Regions from separate parts of the Hordeum vulgare genome. Here region 2 is linked to region 1. Evidence: chromatin contacts called from public Hi-C data. All regions are on one chromosome and are shown on one strand. The core of a region is the stretch at or near the end of the contact, and the rest is flanking DNA. Distances in the headings are between cores, read along the strand shown.

What was found. Hi-C and Micro-C count contacts between places; a contact is called where the count stands out from the background.
Region 2: a contact with region 1 is called in a Hi-C map of leaf, with 2.0 times the contacts expected there. The contact joins two enhancer-like sites. A contact is called at or near these places in 4 of 6 Hi-C or Micro-C datasets (leaf and seedling).

The regions. Positions count from the first base shown.
Region 1 is chr2H:30,890,137-30,894,105 of MorexV3_pseudomolecules_assembly, reverse strand. No RefSeq gene overlaps it. Among protein-coding and RNA genes, the nearest start is that of LOC123424639, 79 kb to the left of the region's middle. Within about 2 kb of position 2,270, at least 3 of the 3 cell types and tissues checked have open chromatin away from gene starts, as enhancers often do. A contact at or near this core is called in leaf and seedling, where this site is marked.
Region 2 is chr2H:31,239,853-31,244,124 of MorexV3_pseudomolecules_assembly, reverse strand. No RefSeq gene overlaps it. Among protein-coding and RNA genes, the nearest start is that of LOC123424640, 10 kb to the left of the region's middle. Within about 2 kb of position 1,939, at least 3 of the 3 cell types and tissues checked have open chromatin away from gene starts, as enhancers often do. A contact at or near this core is called in leaf and seedling, where this site is marked.

The DNA.
Region 1 (3,969 bases), core at 1,021-3,520:
TTGCAGTCTGAATATCCAAAGCGACTCAAAATCTTAGCAACATAGTGGGATTGCAAAAGTGTAATCCCACCCTCATCATCTCTCAACAGCTTGATGTTCAAGGTCCTTCATCTCAAAGTTTTGAGACAGAAAAGACTTAACCTCCTCAATTACTTTGAGGTTGGTTCCAAATATCAGTATGTCATCAACATACAAGCACAATATAACTCCTTTGCCCCCACCATGGCGATAGTATACACATTTGTCAGCTTCATTAACAACGAAGCCAACAGATGTCATTGTTGTATTAAACTTCTCATGCCATTGCTTAGGTGCTTGTCTCAGACCATATAAAGATTTCAGCAACTTACACACCTTTCCTTCCTGACCTTCTATCACAAAGCCATCTGCTGTTGCATATAGATTTCCTCATTTAGCTCTCCATTCAGGAAAATCGTCTTAACGTCCATTTGATGAACGAGAAGACCATGAGAGGCCGCCAATGAGAGTAGTACTCGAATGGTGGTTAGTCTAGCCACAGGTGAATAAGTATCAAAGAAATCTTCCTCTTCTTTCTGGGCATAGCCCTTGGCCACAAGCCTAGCCTTGTACTTTTCAATCGTACCATCGGGCCTAAGCTTCTTTTTGAACACCCACTTGCATCTCAATGGTTTGCAACCATAGGGACGATCAGTGATTTCCCATGTCCCGTTAGCCATGATGGAATCCATCTTGCTACGGACCGCAGCTTTCCAGTAATCAGCATCTGGAGAAGCATACGCTTCTGAAATAGAAGTGGGATTATCATCCACGAGGTATACGAAGAAATCATCACCAAAGGTCTTTGCAGTCCTTTGTCTCTTGCCCCTACCACGGGCTTCCTTGTCATCCTCCTCAGGATTTTCATCATGTGTTTGTTCATAGTATTCCATAGGAATGGCAGGCTCAGGAGTTATCTCAGATTCCTGTCTAGAAGTGCTTTGCATATCTCTCATGGGAAATATATCCTCAAAGAATGTAGCATCCCTCGACTCCATTATTGTACCGACCTTCACGTCAAGTACCTCAGATTTCACTACTAGAAATCTATAGCCTACGCTATTCTTAGCGTATCCCAAGCTTACGCTTCTTGGGGGTGAATAGGGAGGCGTCCTCTCATGAATAATCCCGTGTTCCGCACAAAATGAATCAAATTCGTTTGAGAAGTACTCTCCACCACAATCAGACCGGACTCGTTATCCGTGACAAACTTGCCCGGCAAATTGCAAGCTCCATAACATACATCTCACTCCCACCTTCTCTTCTCACTCTCCAATAGCATGTGGAAGAGAGACCCTTATAAAGGGGTCCAAACTCTCCTTCACTAGCGGGGTGGGACTAAACTCCCACCACCTTGTCATGCCACCACCTACATGGGCCATTGGAGATTTTTCTGAAATTCTTTAATGGGCCTAAAGCCCACCTCCAAATTTCAACAACCACTTCATCATTGAGAACATGTTGTGTACTTGGAACGATTGTTAATTGGTCACGGACTCATCAGGGGAGATGGAATGGGCATAAATCGAGTCCAGCTTTTGCCCGAGAGGCGAGCACGGGCAAGTGATTCCTTCACGTGGTGACGGAGTTGACGATGATTGATGTGTTGGTTGCTTAACAGTCTTTTTTTAACCGCATGTTGCTTAACAGTCTGGATTGGAGAATTCTTCTGGCATTAGTGCGGGTGGAATCAGGCGGCGCCGCTGCTACCTGCAGGACAGGAGATTAGTGGTTCATATGACAGGGGATTAATGGTCTGTTGTACCAACCGGCCCCTGTCATCATCGGTGTGGATGGTCAAGCACGTATCTCCGGCAGCATGCGGTTGAGCGCACGCTGGTCGCTGGAGATGCGTTTGCGTTGCAAAAGAAAAGAATGGCGAGCTCGCCGGAATGGCAGCACGTGGTAGGAGTTAGGACGGCGTATCAACGACTTGTGCCTCTTGACTTCAACTTACGCCGCGTCTCGTTTCCGAGTACTTCTTCGGGTTCATATGTACTCTCTCCATCTTATAATACAAAAACATTTTTAACATTATATTAATGTCAAGAACGTTTTTATGAGGTGATTCTAAAGCAACCAAGTCCAACTGAAAGTTAAGATCATCTCCAAGGTGGCCACTTATTTCGGTCTTAAACGTTCAAACAATTTGATAAGGAAAGCGGAGGTCAAATCGTGATGGACAGGATAAGAGGGGAGTGTAGCCCACCCGACACGTGATTGATGCTACGGAAAATCCATTCACATTGAGTTTGCAACACACCTTGTGTTGCGTTAAACTATTTACAATCCATCCATGTTGCGGAACATGTGTGTAGTTGGGAGGATGCTTCGTGCCACATGACCAAAAATTGGTTGATGATCACCGAGGCACCGGACGCGCGTGTGTTATCAGCAAGATGAGCAAGGATGAAGCTACGTTGGGCCAAACTGGGCCTTGGCCCGCCCAGCCTAGTCAAGAATATGGAAGGATGATAGAGAAACTAGGCTAGAAAACGAGTGATGTGTGCAATTTTTTATCCTGGCCCACACTGGTTCGTCCATCATTCGGCCCAGCTCCAATCAGCGAAATCATTAGTTATCAGTTATCGAGTACACCTTCGAACGATTACTTTCACCTTCACAGGTTACGATAAGTGGTGCACTGCATGCGTGTCAATTGTCGTAACCTGAGAGTTTTCCCTTTTATCATAGATTCACATTTTTAAAACGTTTTATCTTCTAAATCGTGCGTTTAAATTTTAAACAGTTTTCACCATTGCCTTTCTCGTGTCGAGATCTTTAAAACTAAATTCCATGTTAATAGGTTTTAACGAACTTTATTTTACGAAAAAAACCAAAAGAAAAATCGTGCCTCACACGATAGAAAAAACAGATTTTTCCCTTTCCGAGAGGCACGGGTCGTACCTCTCACGAAGGCAAAACCGTGCCTCTCGCGGAAACAAAACCGTACCTCTCGCGAAAAAAAAGAGAGAGCGTAAAACACATTTTCCCCCTTTTCGGGAGAGGCACGGGCGTGCCTCTCGCGAAGGCAAAAATGTGCCTTTCGCGGAAGCAAAACCGTGTCTCTTGCAAAACAAAAACAGAAATGTGATATTTCCCTTTCGGAAGAGGCACGGGCGTGTCTCTCTCTAAGGCAAAATCGTGCATTTAGCGGAAGCAAAACCGTGCGTCTCTAAACAAAATAGAAAACATGTTTTTCCCCCTACCGAGAGGCACGAGCGTGCCTCTCGCGAATGCAAAATCGTACCTTTCACGGAAGCAAAACCGTGCCTCTCGTAAAAAAAATGAAAACATGTTTTTTTTCTCTTTCCGAGAGGCACGGCCATGCCTTTCGTAGAAGCAAAATCATGCCTCTTGCAAATGAAAAATAGAAAACATATTTCTTTCATAAAAAACAGTAAACGTGGTTTTTTCAAAAAAGAAAAAGTTTCGTCCAAAAGTTAAGAAAGACCTGTGAAAAACCGAAACACCAAAATATCCGAAAAAACCCACTCTAAAAAGCGGAAACCACATGCAAAAAAAGCAAAATACGAAGAAAACATTCAAAGCGCGGCATTGTGAAGGCGGCTGAGAACGCGCCAAATAACGAAGTGCGAGAGTGATCGATGTGAGGCTACCGAAGGAGTGCTTGCAAACTAGTTGCTCTCTCCGATCAGGCGCTTCAGGAGCCAGGGAAGGTCCTAGGGGACCTCCTATGTGGCGCCTTCAACGCCGATTAGCGGAACCGGCGCCTAAAGTGCTCCTCCTTATGGACCGGACCATATAGAATGCTTTGGTCAAACATTATGAATAAAGTTCAGATTTACGAAAAAAATTCAATGATTATGAATAAAAGTTCATCGATTTTTGAAATATATTCGTAGATTTTCAAAATTTCACAGTTTGAAAAAAAAATGATTGTCTTTTAAAAAAAGTTGATCAATTTTAAAACCAATTTATGGAATTTAA
Region 2 (4,272 bases), core at 690-3,189, 350 kb before region 1:
TAAATTATAAATTGTGTTTTTGAATAATTTTCACGTTCTCGAAATTTCTACAAATTTTAGAAAAATGTTCAAAAATTCAAACAAATGTGTTACAAAAACGTCCGCATTCTTAACATATGCGTGTGTTGTAAATATTTCATTTACGAAAAATAAATCGGTGCAGCTCTACAGTTCCTCGGAAATACTGTAAACTACTACAATTGTAAAGGAGTTCCAGTAAAACAAGAGCTACAGTGGGGAGCTCCTATGCAGTGCTGCGGGCGTTTGTTAACGATCCGGCGCCCACTGTACTGCTAGCATGGGCGATGGGCCGGTCCATTAAACTGCTGCCCAGTTTTTGTTTTGATTTTTTTTGTTAAGATAACCAAAACATAAAATCAAAAAAGGTTTACAGATTCAAATAAAAAATGTTCATACATTTGAATTTTTTTTCATGTGTTTGTAAAAGTTTAATCAATTTTGTACAAAGGTTATCATTTTTTTAACAAATTCATTGTAAACGGAAAAAAGTCATACAATTTAGGAAAGTTTCATTAAATTTTGAAAAACTTCAATAAATTTCATAAAAAACAGAAAATTCAAAGAAGTTCATGTATTTAAAAAAACATTGAACTGAAAAGAATTCATTAATCTTAAAAAATCGATTTTCAAAGAGATATTCATCAAAATTCAATAAAATTATCGATAATCAAAAAATTTCATCAACCTTAGAAACTATTTTCTGAAAGTTAAAAACTGTCGATCAATATTTAAATAAGGTCATACATTTTTTTAAAACGTCAAACACCGCCTAGATGGGCTGGCCTATTTACGAACGCCACAGATGCGAGTTAACAAAAATGCACGTTAACCAACGCCAGTGGCATCAAATATGAAATGCCGCTACAATTCCTAATGCCTGCAGAGCTCCACTTGCGGGAGCCTCTTATTTAACACTCTTTGCGTCAATTAAGAGGTCCTTTATTTGAATCCGGTTTTATTGTGTTTTCTGGCTTCAATTTTTCTTGGTCCATCCAATTTTCATATTACTTTTTCAATTTATTTTATTTTTTTATTTGGCAGTGTAACCTACAATACTTTATGCTTGAACGAAAAATATTAGAAGTACATGAAAACTCTTGTAAAAATGTCTGCAAAATTTCGGAAGAAGTGTGATTGTTTTTGTGAACAGCGTGAACTTTTTAGTAGAATTAAAGTTTTATTTAATATATTTGATTTTTTATAAAATATTTTAGTTTTTTTTGTATGAGCTTGAACATTCTGTAAATAGAATGAAAATTGTATTTAAATTATGTGAACATGTTTGCAAAACAGTGCAACAGTTTTTTCTAAACAGCTTGAACTTTTCTAGTAGCATGCACATTTTATTTAACGTACGTGAATACTTTGGTAAAATAATTTGTACGTTTCTGTAGACAGTATAATCCATGTTATAAGAACACGAATATTTGGTAACTGTGTTAATTCTTTTGTAAACCGCATGAACTTTATTAGGAGCGTGAAAATTTATTTAGAGTATGCTAAATAGTTTTTAATGACTTGAAGAATTTAAAAATATGTGGTCAACTTTTTTAAGCACGATGATCATTTTATAAACATGCGATAAGTATTAAATATATCAACTTTGGTTAGGAAGAATAGGAAATAATGTTTATCGCAACATAACAGAACATGTCACTTGGTTTAAAATAAATACCATGCTTACATGCACTACTGAAGTGAACCCGGTATGTATTTTTCATATACATATATATATACGAAAAACTTTTTGTCTAGTACTCAGGAGTAAATGAGATAGCTACTCTACTAGCTGTTGTTATTCAATGTTGCAGACCGACGAGAAAAAGACTACATCAACGCTCAACAACTTAGCACCCAACCGCTAGCACGATTTTCGTGGGTCGCAACAATGAGGGCGACGCGGCACTATAGCTAGCTAAGTGCGAGATATACGTGGATCCTATTTGGGGCCCAGGTCGTTGGTTAGCGACCGCGTACGCATCCTCCACTTCCACAGTTCCACGTTGCGTTCCTCTATTTTTCTTGCTCTTCATTTTCTTTGTTATTTTCTTTTTTAATACTAGCAAAATGACCCGTGCGTTGCAACGGAAGACAAAATAGTCATAATCTTCAACAATCATGAACTCATTTTGCTACATCACCGAGATACACTATCACATTCAATTTCATGAAATCATAGACATTTGTAAAACTCGTGCACATGTTTGAAATCGTGAACATTTTCAAATTCGTGAGTACTTATGAATTTATGAACATTTTCTAATACTCAGTGGTCGATTGCATAGCTAAAAAGGCTGAATCTCTCGTCCACCACTTGCCATCATCGTGCCTTGTTGTCGCTGGTAATCTACAAACATAGAAAATTTAAGTAGACAATTCCCCCATCAATAAATCCAATATCTCATCAATTTCCAAAACCATACAAATCAATAATTTGCTAAATGAGCCAGCATGGAGACGATTAAAGATAATTGATAATGTAGTGGTAGCAGAATTAATCAAATAGGCACCACCATTCCCATCTTGTCTTGGTTGGGAAGTTGGTGAGAGTGGCATATCGTAAGTTCCAACTTAGTAGCATGGTACTGTTTTGAAGTTTTGACAAGTGCAGTTGGAGTTGAACGATTTAAAAGTAATTGTGTCTTAATGGTCTGAATAACCAAAGTGTTGTATTATTATTTAATTTTTGAGATGAAGGTTGCAGCCAAATGCCAGCTGATTCTGCAGATCTAATAGATGAGGCCTCAAATTCAGGCTACTTGATCAAGCCGACGGTAAGTTTAAAATTCCTCAGTAAATACATTGAAAGCAGTTAAAACAACCTTCCATACAATTTGAAACTTCTTATAATTGTGGTTATATCAAACATATTTGTCACAGGGCCGCATGTGACATTTTTTTCGCATTATTCCTTACATGGGTGCTCGCAGTTGCATCGTGATTTCATTAGCTAGTTCTTCTTTCCTCCTCTTTGTCCATCTGTTCATGTGGTGTATCTACCAAACAGGTGCATCTCAGATCATCATACTATCCATCAATAGCAAGTTCAGAGATCTACTTTGAGAGGGAAGGCCTGCTGGGAGTGTGCCTGAAACTGAAAACACTTTAAATATGGCAATGCCATCAGACCATGCGGGTGGAGGCCCTCATCGTCTCCTCCCTTAGACCAGAGAGGCTCCTTTTCTTGGTAGTCACACCCTCCTTGCATCGTTGGACTGCGACCCGACCTGAGCTCGCCGCTACGTGATGTTTAGAACGGGGCAGAGCAGGTTGAGGTGGAGCACCGGTCATCAGTCAAAGTTGGAACGGAGCCAAGCAAAACAGAGGGCAGAGCGTTAGTACGCAGGATGGCAGCAGTTGGCTGAGGGAGGCTTGGCATACAGCTAGCCCAGCGTCGCCGCCTGGTCTGGCGTAAATCTGGCGCCGTCTTCCTCGCGGTGGGAGGGAGGCGGCGGCTACTTGCCTGTCTCGTCTAGCCGACGTCAAGCAGGGACCTGTGGAAGGTGAGGCGGCATCGTACATGCTGTGCGAGGTGGAGGAGGGGGAATGAAGAGAGAGCTTGAGAGGCCATTGACCTGTGTCGCCATTGAGAGGAAAGGGAATCAAGGGAGAGGCGCATCCACAGGCACCCGACACGGATCCCCCTGGCACCTCATCCGCTAGGGACGTGTTTGGTAGGGGCGGCGACACTGGAAAGTGCAGCCGTGGGTGTTGCCGACGAGCGACGGTCGGGTGTGGCGCTTGGTGAGGCAAAGGCACAGGGACACAACTGCAGAGGAAGGCCGCCGGTAGGATGGATTTGGAAATCGATGAGAGGAATGGGTGGATGGAATTTTGGATCGGGGGAATCCAGATGGGAGGAGGGTAGGCGGTGGCAGCGCTCGGCGGCGGGGGACTGCGGGTTAGTTTCGATTAAATATAGGATGTTTTATGTAAAATGTAAAAAATGATTCGTTTTTTGACTTAAATCTAGACTGCGTGTTGATTTCAGGAAACATTAGGGGCTTTTTTGTAAAAGTGGCAACGACGGACGACAGAAGCAGTCGACGCTTTATCATTAGGGAGAGATTTCCCCTTTTTCTTTTCCGAGCAATTTTGGAAATAGTGAAATGTTTGGAGATCAAGAACATGTATCGAATTTGTGAAAAATTTATGTAAACGTGGACGTTTTTTCACAAGGACAATTTTATAAATCTTGATCAATTTTTTGAAACTCATCATCATTTTTATGAATCAGAAAGTACTTTTGAA